Regions from separate parts of the Mus musculus genome. Here region 1 is linked to region 2. A link is a contact called in public Micro-C data. All regions are on one chromosome and are shown on one strand. The core of a region is the stretch at or near the end of the contact, and the rest is flanking DNA. Distances in the headings are between cores, read along the strand shown.

Region 1 (5,745 bases), core at 363-2,862, 430 kb before region 2:
TCAGCAGGTGTTCTCAGCTGGAACACCCTCCTCACCCAGGCACAGGGAAGACAATTTAGAGACAAATTCTGCCAGCTTTTCTCTTCTTTCTGTAAGATCCCAGCATATCCTGTAAACAAGCCTGGTCCAGGGCCCTCTACCCCTGCCCTCTCCCTCTCCCTCCCCACCCCCACTCCACTCCTGCAAATGCATACTCCTTAGTAGTCTAACCCTGCTCACATCAGGGGGTGCACAGGGACTCTGGGGGAATACACAGCTGTATCAGAGCGCAGGAGAAAGACATCAACGGAATGACAATTTGGTTGACTGGGTGAGACAGATGACTTTTTCCCCTTTACTTGCTAAACCTCAAAGCCCATGAAAACAAGGTATTTTATGGCTGAAGATGTATCTTAAGCCAGTCACAGAACAGGCACCTGTAAGACACGCTTTGCTGAGAGGCACCTCTTATGCTTGTAGGACGCACCGGATTCAGAGATGTCGAATGCACAGTTAAAAACAAATAAACAAACAAACAAACACGAAACAAACCCACCACAGTAAGCCAGAGCAGTGAGAGAGAAAAGTGGCTGTAAAAACTTTTCGGAATACTTTGGGAACCGGCTAATTTAGAGATTATGCTAAAAATCTCGAACACCTTCAATTAAATTGCATTTTTAAAAAAGCAGTAACGAATACTCAGTCCCAATTACTTCACTACAGCTTTCTGTTTCTGATGCTCCCGGGATAAGAAGCAGTTGCTGCTCTCTTGGCTGAGCGTGGGGATTCATCCCAAGGGAGCCGAGCTAGCACTGCCAGCCAGGTGTTTATCTCAAAAAGTGTGGACCATCAGGGAGTAAACGCCTGTGGGACCGGGAAAAGAAGGATGAGTTATTGTTTTTCCCCCTCCCACTCCAAGAGAGAGTTTTGTTTTGTAGACGGAGGGCATGGACATGCAAATGTGAGGGCACAGAGACTACAAGAAAATGTTTTGCATGAGAATTCAGGGAGGCAGGTGGGATGACTTGGGACCTGCCAGCAGAATGGGGGAGCTGTGTGCACAGGGCCTAACGGATGGTACCCCACTAGTCAAGTCCTGTCCAATCTATTCTCTCCTGGAAAATTTCCCACAAAATCCGTGTATCTTCCCTGGGCTTTCTAGGGCAAGCAGAGGATTCAGGAATAATAAAAGAGATGCCAAGTTTTGCTTCCCGGTGTGTGAAGGGACAGGAACGAGCAAATCAAAGCTGTAGTTGGGTTATTCCCAGTTCAGGTTTGCTTCCATGGCTCACAGGGTGCACGGTGGGCTTGCAAGAGCCCATGCAAGCACACTGTGCCTGGTAGAGGGAGAAATCTCTCCTGGCTGATGAGAGAGTCTAAGTTTCGATCTCGGCACTGGACCTCTTTGCTCTCTCTTCTGCACCGACTGCCACACACAGAGGCATGCCAACTGGCTGGCTCTGCGCTCTTCATCCCCTCCTTTGGCCTTGGCTCTTTCCCAGCCTGTCTTGGGTGAACAAAACTCACCTGACTCTTCTTGTTCCTTTCCATCAGGGCTGAGAGGTCCGAAGAGGCACAGAGATCTCAGTTCTGGGAATGAGTCACTCTTCTCAACTAGCATTTACATTTCCACCTCAATCCATCCGGGCTTAAGCATCAGGAGGGTGGATGCTTCTATGCAATCGATCTGGTAGGCCTGCCAGGTGTGGGTTTTGTCTTGTAAAAGAGGGGGGTTGTTGCTGTAGTTTAACTTTTTTTATTATTATTATTATTTTTAAATTATCTATGTGTATGGACATTTTTGTTTGGATGTGTGTTTGTGACGTGTGTATGGTATGCTGTGTGCCTGTGGCGGTCATGAGGGGTCATCAGATCCCCTGGAACTGGAATTACAGGAGCCATGTGGGTGCCGGGGAGTCAAGCCCAAGTCCTCTGGAAGAGCAACCAATACTCTTATCTGCTGAGTCATCTCTCCAGACCTGTAACTTTTTTTAAGGGTCACACAGACACAAATAAGGTGCCCAGGGCTGACTACAATTTCCAGTAGCCAGTCCAAACAGTGTTTCGCATGCAATTAAAAAAAAAAAAACTGAGTAAGGAAACAATGATGCTCCCCGATTGCCCCAGGTAAAGCAAGTCCAGAGAGCCTCCCCACCCCCAGGCACAGGGCAAAGGCAAGACAGTGGGGTCTTTCCACAGCTTCACCCAGAAAAAATGTGGGAGGTAGATGGCTTAGAGCCCAGGACTATAATATGCATGCATATGCATTATTTCTGTATATGGCGATATGCACACATTCATATCCTTTTACTCAAGGGATGCATCAGCCATTAATAGCAAGTCATGAGACACTGACTTCTGAGATGATCAGGTACAGATATTTCAACCCCAAAGCATTTGGCTAGATGAGTGGGCGTTGTATTCTGAAATTCACAAATGTGTGTGAGTGACACACAGGGAATTCTACACCTGGAGTGTGACATGAGACCTGGAGACAGGTCCTGGCTTCACCCCCTTCTTACACCCAGACCTGGTAAGTCACACAAACTTTTCTAAGTCTTCCTCCGCTTCTCTGAAACACAGGCACAGGCAGCACTGGAAGTCTACATCTTAAGAGTGGCCCCTGGCAGGCATTTAATGAAGAACCGGGAGGCCTGCTCAGGAAAGCACTGCCAGACTCCAGAAGGTCTGACACTGTCCTAAGGGGTCAGAGCACCCCATGTCACTTGTCAAAGAGAACCAGGACTTGCCTGACAGACGCACTTCTGTGCTGTGGGTGGGAAAGTCGTGTTTTTTTTTTAATCATTTTATTTATTTATTTATTATTATATGTAAGTACACTGTAGCTGTCTTCAGACACACCAGAAGAGGGTTTCAGATCTCATTACGGATGGTTGTGAGCCACCATGTGGTTGCTGGGATTTGAACTCTGGACCTTCGGAAGAGCAGTCGGGTGCTCTTACCCACTGAGCCATCTCACCAGCCCGAAAGTCGTGTTTTAAAGTAACTTTAAAAACACAGGACTGCAGGCCGTCCCCAGCAGTGGCTGCCACTGCCCTACCCTAGAAACACATTTCACTCTCCTTCCCCTTATGAGAGCTTCACTCCCCTCTCAGCAATTCTAGAGATTTGGCTTCCCTGGAAGCAACCAAGTGACTGCTGTGCCTTGTGCCCTGGGTTCTTCTCCATCCCAGGGGTCAGAACTGCCAGGCCTATGGAGGTTGCTATGTTTTATGTTTTTACAATAGGCTTTTACCAGGAAGACTACTGAGAGAAAAGGGCTGTCCCCTACCCAGTAGACAGTGTGGCCCTGGATACAAAAGGACAATTTGCACAAGCATACTATGTATTCTAGAGTCCTGGAAATGGAGCCCTGATAGAGTCATCTTAGGAGGAATAATGGTATCCTCCCAGCAAAGCTGTGTCTGCCTCCCAGCTACTGGACTCACACGACTCAACCCTCGCCATGTTGGAAGACAGGGTGGGAGCCTGTGTGTGTCTCATCACATAGATAAGGCCACTGGTGCCCAGCTGGATATGGATCAGCATCAGCACCACACACTGAGTCTCCAAGTTTGCTCCATACACCATCACATCACAAAGGAGTTAGAGAAGACAGCCTGGTTCATTCTGATAGCCAAGATGGAGAGAACTTTCTAGAAGAAATTTATGTAAGTATACAGTTCCTAAGAAAGAGAGAGAATTGGCTCTTGTGCCTATCGAGGTTAAACAGGGAATGGAAATCCCCATCCAGGCATACTGGTTGTGTTTGTCAAGGCTCAAAACACATTAATAGCCTCCTTCTGGTGAATCCTATTTTTAACACTCTACCTCAAAAGACATCCATTCAACAGGGCAGTGAATCTGGAGCTCAGGAGTTTAGAAACCTATCCCCAAGATGATGCTGTTTACTGCTGCGCCTACATAGGGTTAGACATCTAAAGTCAAAGAGACGGATGCCCAGTTCCCTGGCAACCTTGTTGCTGTGACGAGCCAGCACATCTGGAGGATGAAAGCAACAAGAAAAGGCAAAGGGGTTGGCAAGATGCCTCTGCCAGTGAAGGCACTTGTGGTGCAAGTCTGGGGATGTGAGTTCAAGTCCCCAAACACACACAAGCAGAAAGAAATACTGACTTTGTAGAGTTTTTCCTCTGAGAAGATTCAGAGGCCTCAGGACAGCTGGGTGGTCCCAAACCCTTGTCAAACCATCTTTATGAGGGGGGCTTTCCCTCACATCATTCATATTCCTGCAACACAGTGTCTGCTCACAAGGCAAAGGCTGTAGGGCTTACACATTTGACCGTTTTAAGGTCAGTTATATACAGCATTCAACTAAGCACAAAGGAACACCACTCTTCTCCAAAGAAGGCTTGCCACCTTGGGAGGCTAATGTTGTCTCAGAAGTTGGGCTAGCAGCTTGATGGGGAGGGGGCTTGATGGGGAGGGGCCGGGGGAGCTTGAGAAGAATAAGCTAACGGGGAGCTCCCACTCATGAGGCTATAGCTTCTTGCCACTCTCTTAGACCCTAACAAAATGACCACTCTGATTGTTAGATCGCACTGGCATGATACCAGTGCCCAATACTGCCATCAGCTGTGTGTGACATGAATCATCTGAATGCTAAGGAGATACTAAAGAAGAAAAGTGCATCTTGCCTCTTTGCAGTGAACACAAGCTCCCATGTGGATTCTCCACACATGGGAAGCTGGGTTGTCCTGGCCGGGGGCAGGGAAGGCTGTAATACCCTTCCTAAAAATGCCATGTCACAGCTGGCTGGGTGTGGTGGTCCATGCCTTGAATCCCAGCACTGAGAGGCAGAGCCAGGTGGATCTCTGAGTTCAGGCCAAGCTAGGACAGCCAGGGCTACACAAAAAAATTCTGTGTCTCCAAGAGAGAGAGAGAGATAGAAGAAAATATATATGCCAGAGTTGCCAGGGTCTTAACAGGTAGGAACTCCTTCTAGCTCCCCTCTCAAATCTTTCAAGTCCCCAAACTTTGAAGCCCTCTAGACTACCCCTCTACACCTCCAAGCCTTGACACAGCCCATCTTTCTCCCCATTGCACCTGCTGAGGCCCCACTGGGAAGCCAGATGGAAATGGCCACACCTGTTGCCATAGTGACCCTGCACATCTGGCCTCTGGCTTCCTCTGAATTTGTGCAACTGTATCTTCTCAGGCCACCAATAACTTCCAGACATACCCTTCTCCATCTGCTCTAAAGACATACATACCATCGAGCCTTCCTGCGCCAGGACACTTGACACAGAAAACAACGGGGGTGGGGGTTGAGGGGGGTGGTGAAGAGCCATCTCTCAGAGAACTCAAAGCCTTACCCAGCGCAGACAATAAATCCGAACCGTCCTCTCAACAAAAGCCCAATTCAAACAAGCTCTCCCCAGACACCCCTGCCAATGCCCCTCACTTGCTCACCACTTTATAATGGTCACAGGAATCACGACTTTGGTCCCGAGCAGGGACCCATACGTTGATACTTATTGGCATAACTGGACCCCTGCTGGCAGGCAGTAGTGTGATCCTCAGCGGTCAAGCAGCCGGTGCCCTCTCTAGGGGGTGTTTAGTTCAAAGCAGTGTGGAGGCGTGTGAAGCCTCCGAGGTTAATTTTAGCTGTGGTCAGATTTCCTTACACGGGCCACCTCCTGAACAGCCGCAGCTTACGTTACCCCAACCCTTGGGGCGGCCTCCTGGCCCCCTGCCCTGGCTTCTTGGTGCTGTGATTCCTGCACCTCCGTCACCCCCACCAGATTC
Region 2 (5,645 bases), core at 3,026-5,525:
TTGGCCTTGGCATGGTGGGCCATAAAGTGGCTCCAGGAAAGTCAATACTAGCCACACACACAGCTCAAACAATAACAGGGTATGTGTATTTGAACACAAGCGTTTATCAAGCAAGCACACAAGGAAACGTTATAATCCCCCAATGGAGCCCATGGCAAGAACCCTCCCATGTGCAGGCTTCTCTTCCCTGTGTGCCTGTCAAGCCCCCACTCACGTATTTTAAGACAAGTTAGTGCATATCATTGATTACAGAATTTGGGCTATGCTAATATTTTTATTAATCCCTGGAATGATACCCTCCCTGGGGAAGGATCTTTGTAGCTAGTAATAAGTCAAGGCTCTTCAAATTACATTATCCTGGTTTTCTGAGTAGTCCAGTGATATTCCAATCCCAATAATTCTGTTCATTGCTCTGTATTGAATACTCATGTGTTACTTTTTTTAAAAAGGAATCCTGGGGCTGGAGAGATGGCTCAGCGGTTAAGAGCACTGACTGCTTTCCTGAAGGTCCTGAGTTCAAATCCCAGCAACCATATGGTGGCTCACAACCATCTGTAATGAGATTGGATGCCCTCTTCTGGTGCATCTGAAGATAGCTATAGTGTACTTACATATAATAAATAAATAAATCTTTTATTTTTAAAAAATCCCTATTTGTGGTGTAAATACTTCCTCACCCCACTCCCAGGGCCATCCCAAGAATCCTAATAAGACAGATACATGGACTAGAAGGCCCACAAAGGGGGTATGACGCACAGGCTGAGATGGAAAGGGTATGGCCACAAATTCAGGAATACCATGACAGTCACCATACACAGAAATAAATAAATGCATTCTTCTCAACTTTGTATTTCTGGGCCCCAGAACTGAGAATCAATTCCTGTTATATTATACTTCAGAATCTATGTCAACTTGTTGTCTGAGTTTCCAGAAATTAATGCCAGCTACGAAAGGTTTTATCATTTAATTATAAAAATTCCACAATCCGAATGAATCTGCTCATTGCTCCATATTGAATACTCATGTGTCATTTAAAAACTCCTAATTGTGGTGTATATACTCCCCCAGGCCCAACTTCAAACTTCCAAGATAGCATCCATCACCAGGAGGGTGAGGAAGAAAGAATACACTGTATCATAACATGTTACTCTGTAGTTGATTATTTATATTCAGACTGGGTACAGTTAAACACGCGTTGACTTTTATCTCTCTCTCTGTGTGTGTGTGTGTGTGTGTGTGTGTGTGTGTGTGTGACAGAGACAGAGAGAGACAGAGAGACAGAGAGACAGAGACAGTGACAGAGACAGGCAGACACAGAGACAGAGAGAGACAGAGAGACAAAGACAGAGACAGACAGACACAGAGACAGAGAAAGACAGACAGAGGAGGCAGGGCATGCCTGTGCATATGCATGAGCATATATGTGTGACTATATATGTAGAAGCCAGAAGTTGAAGTCAGTTAGCTTCCTCAACTTGAAGATATATTCTTTTAGACGAGGTCTCTCACTGCACCTGAAGCTCTTGGGTTGGCTAGACTAGCTGACCGGCCAGTGAGCTTCAGAGTTCCTCCTACTCTGACTCTCTAGTGCTGGGATGCCAGATGCATACTGCCTTGCCTGGCTTGTTATGTGGGTCCTGGGAACATAAATTCACGTCCCAGTGCTTACACAGCAAGCATGATAGGGGTTGCTTTATGGACTCGGCCACCTTCTTGGCCCATTAACCTTTCTTTTAAATTTATGTTTCTACATATTGATTTTTCAAATAATATTGGTGTTTAAGAGCTGGCTTGCAAAAATTCTGAAAATTGAATAATCAGCTGCCATAATCTGGTACTTCTTCCCCGAGGCAGATGTTCACTGGCTGGTCATGTCCAGCCTTTCCTATGCCAGCATGGTACTCTTTCTGGGTGAAACCCAGCTGCCTGCCCCTGAAGCCAGTGCCCCATCAAATACGAACAGCACACACTCTACAATGACAGGCTCTGCACAGTCTTCTGGAGATTTTAGTTGATGATATTCCAACCCATAGGAACAGACTTGCCACGACCATATTTTCCCAAAGGAGTTGTGCTTTTTGTATGGAGAGTTTTCTTGGTTTGTTTTTATTTAGTCTAACAGTCTAGCCAGCACAAGTAAGAATGCAATATGTTAAGTGTTCACAGAAGTTTTTGATTGGCTGAAGGGCTCTTGGATCAAAACTCCCACACATATCTGGGCTCCTTCACAAGCCCAGCCTGCATGGGAGCCACATGACCACAGGGACAGTAAAGCTCTCAGCATTAACCATGCTGAGGAAGGTGGATGACGTTCGTGAAGCACTTACTATGCACAATTCTTTCTCACGTGCTTTTATGTGAGTAAACCAAATTCATCCTAAGGTAGGTACCATGCCGTCATCCTAAACTCACAGAGAAGAAAAAGAAGAAAGATTCAGAATAATAGAAACCTAAGATTAACTTCATCAAAGCTAGCATCCAACCCAAGAAGCCACACTGTGAATCATCAAGTGTTTCACCATAGTCAGGTGTCTCACCATGACCACACAAATAAGCTGAGAAGATTGGGAGGGTCTGCTCACTAGTGCCAGAGAAGAGAAGAGATACAGTTTATCAGAGCTATGACTTCTAGGCTGTTTCCTGATACATATGCTACTCATTCCATTCCTAAGCCACCCCCTTTCTAGTGTTGTTCTGAATGGCAATCCACAGTCATAGGAGCATCCTTGGAGCTGGACCCTGAGCTCTGCATGCAGAAACACCCATGATGGGTTGAGCTAGTAGTGTCTGTGTATGACTCACAGCTGTGCTAAAGCGGGTGTGGGGGTCTTCCTCCCAGATCTGTAACCCACAGTCTAATGACAAACACCGGCAGACTAAAATTAAGGGATGCTAGTATCCCTCAAGGTGTCACAGCTAAGGAAAGACAGAAACTGAGACAGGACCCCCCACATGCAGTGTGGTATCCCAAATAGAATCCAGAAGAGGATGGTAACATAGGAACAGAGGCTGGAGTTTAGAAACTACTAGCAACATGTTAATAATTTTCCTTCAAGTTTTGAAGGTGCCCTGATGACACAGATTTTAATGGCGGGAGAAGCTAGGACCTGGATACCAGTAGAGAGCTTCCTTGTAACCCTTACATTATGACACAGTTGTCTAGTTCAAAGAACATTGGTTCCTGCAGTATATGCACCCCTGCCTCCTTTTGAACAGTCTCCCAAGAAGTAAAGGAGAGGTTTTCTTTCAATCAGGATGATCACATTTTGGGTCAAGACATTAACCGTCTTTTTTTGGACTCACAGATGACTACACAAGGCACCCCAATGGTGACTCACAAGTTCCTTTCACCAGAGCCCCTGCCTTCTCCCAGGCTGGCAACAGCACCTGGTCCCTTGAGTCAGTAAAGCCAACTGGTCATATTGGGACCCACCCAACGATCAGAGGGCAGGCAGGGGCTGCTCTTAAAGCCTGGCTAGGTGGGTCTGTTCGGACCACTGCTTAAGGGCAGATTGCAAAGGATCATCTCATCTGAGGCCAAGTGTGCCTCGTGCATGAAGTGTGTGTGTGTGTGTGTACGCGTGCGCGCGCGCGTGTGTGTAAGAGAGGCAGGTGGGAGAGAAAGGAAAGAGGGGAAAAAACAGGAGAAAGGGGAAAGAGAAAAGGAGAGGCAGACAGACAGAAGGCAGGGGGTTGAGGGGGGATGGGATCCTGAATCTGAAAGAGGAGGTCATGGTGAGTGGTCTCAAACAGGCTTCTGGAAATACCCCAGCAGGGAGGCGGCGAGTTCTTTTGGAAACCATCAGAGCAGGAAAGTGGTGTTGACCTACCTATTGTGCCGGCCCTTTCATTATCAGCAGGTAAGGCAGAGACTGAAACCACCCCTCAGTACCCAGGCTAATAGTCTCTGTGACTCCTGTCTCAGCTCCCCAACATCCCCCCATCCCCCGCTCCATTCAGTCACCTTTGGAGACCAACTTTTTACCTTTATTCTGTCAGCGACATCTGCATACAAGACATCTGCATACAAGCGTCTTGACTTTTACTTCAACAGTCTCCAAGACCCCTGGTCTTTCTTTCTCCAACCAGGCTAAGTCTTTCCCTCTCTCTCTCCCCTCTCCTTCTCACAGGACTGACTATTCTGTTTCCAAAATCGGTCACTAGATGCTTTTTAGCTCTGCCTGTGTCTGTGGCAGCACCCACAGCCCCAAAGCACAGCCACTAGGTGCCAGACCTCCAGGGCATCTTCTGGGGCTGGGATGTGGTAAGTCAAAGTCAGGCACAGCAGTGAGTCAGTCCAGAGCCAGGGGACAAGCGGAAACATCCACACCCTTCCTTCGGAGCAAAGTTTGCTCTTAACTTTAACATTCCTTTCTCAACTGGCTCATTTGAACAGAGTGAAGTTTGGACAGGATATTAAAGAAAGCAACGTCAGGAAGCGGAAACCACACCAGGAATTTTAAGAGATTACTTGACCTGAATTGTTTCTCACCAGGAATCAGAGAACTGCAAGACAAAGAGGATGCTGGAGCTGCACTGAGACAGGCACAAAGGGAGGCCCTCAGAGATGGAGCCACGCATTGGGAAGGATGCTAACAAATGTGGTGTCTTGAGACTGCTCTGAGAATGGAGGGTGAAAACGAAGCCAGAGTTGCAATGCTCTCCTGACATGAGAGGTCACTGCCAAAAGGCCTGAGTAACAAGGAGTGTCAGAGGGCTGGCCGGGTGACAGAGGGATGGGGTGATGAGCAACTGGGATAATGGAGATGGTGACCAGAAACAAACAGGAAGTCACACTGTACTCTCTCCCTTCTCCTGATTCCACAGCAGGTAAGCCTGCTCTGGCTTCAGCTGGCAGAGGCGAAGTGGAAGAACTGAGTACCAAAAGGTGTGTGGGACTCACAGTGATGGGATGTGCCTTGATCCAGGACTCAGGGAAATGGAGGAAGGAGCTCTGGTGGCCCAATTTAGACTGCACGGAAAGTCTGAGGCTAGAATAGGCTACAGAGAGAGCCCTGCCTCAGAGAAGAATAAGATTAAAAATAAAACTACGTGTGAAATGGAAGCTTATTACCCTGCAGGAGGGCAATGGAAATAGAAAGGGGAAAGGCAGACCCTTACAACTTACCCAGTGACTGTAGCAGCAATAAACCATGAACATGTATAGCCATGTGAAAACAATGTGTGTGTGCCTACCCGCACAGGCTAATAGTCTCTGTGACTCCTGTCTCAGCTCCCCAACATCCCCCCATCCCCCGCTCCATTCAGTCACCTTTGGAGACCAACTTTCTACCTTTATTCTGTCAGCAACATCCGCACACAAGCTTCTTGACTTTTACTTCAACAGTCTCCAAGACCCCTGGTCTTTCTTTCTCCACCGGGCTAAGTCTTTCCCTCTCTCTCTCCCCTCTTGTTCTCACAGGACTGACTATTCTGTTTCCAAAATCAGTCACTAGATGCTTTTTAGCTTATTACCCTGCAAGGGGGCAATGGAAATAGAAAGGGGAAATACATATGTGTATGTGTGTGTGTAAAAAGCTAGCTTTCAATTTCTAATAACAGAAAATGTTTATTAAGACAAACAACCTAATTCGTCACTTGTAAGGACCCAAGGAGGTTCACACCTAGAGAATCTTCATCTCACA

The links. Hi-C and Micro-C count contacts between places; a contact is called where the count stands out from the background.
Region 1: a Micro-C map of embryonic stem cells shows a contact between it and region 2, with 1.7 times the contacts expected there. The contact joins two enhancer-like sites. A contact is called at or near these places in 1 of 484 Hi-C or Micro-C datasets (embryonic stem cells) and 2 of 115 datasets of contacts at active chromatin or transcription factors (embryonic stem cells and pancreatic cancer cells).

Annotation. Positions count from the first base shown.
Region 1 is chr7:49,343,293-49,349,037 of GRCm38.p6, reverse strand. The region is part of intron 1 of Nav2 (neuron navigator 2); the gene reads right to left. All of the region lies in intron 2 of Gm51448 (a long non-coding RNA gene), which reads left to right. Among named protein-coding and RNA genes, the nearest start is that of Gm51448, 4.4 kb to the left of the region's middle. Within about 2 kb of position 1,612, at least 9 of the 459 cell types and tissues checked have an H3K27ac peak or open chromatin away from gene starts, as enhancers often do. A contact at or near this core is called in embryonic stem cells, where this site is marked.
Region 2 is chr7:48,916,356-48,922,000 of GRCm38.p6, reverse strand. No RefSeq gene overlaps it. Among named protein-coding and RNA genes, the nearest start is that of Gm2788, 38 kb to the right of the region's middle. Within about 2 kb of position 4,275, at least 59 of the 459 cell types and tissues checked have an H3K27ac peak or open chromatin away from gene starts, as enhancers often do. A contact at or near this core is called in embryonic stem cells, where this site is marked.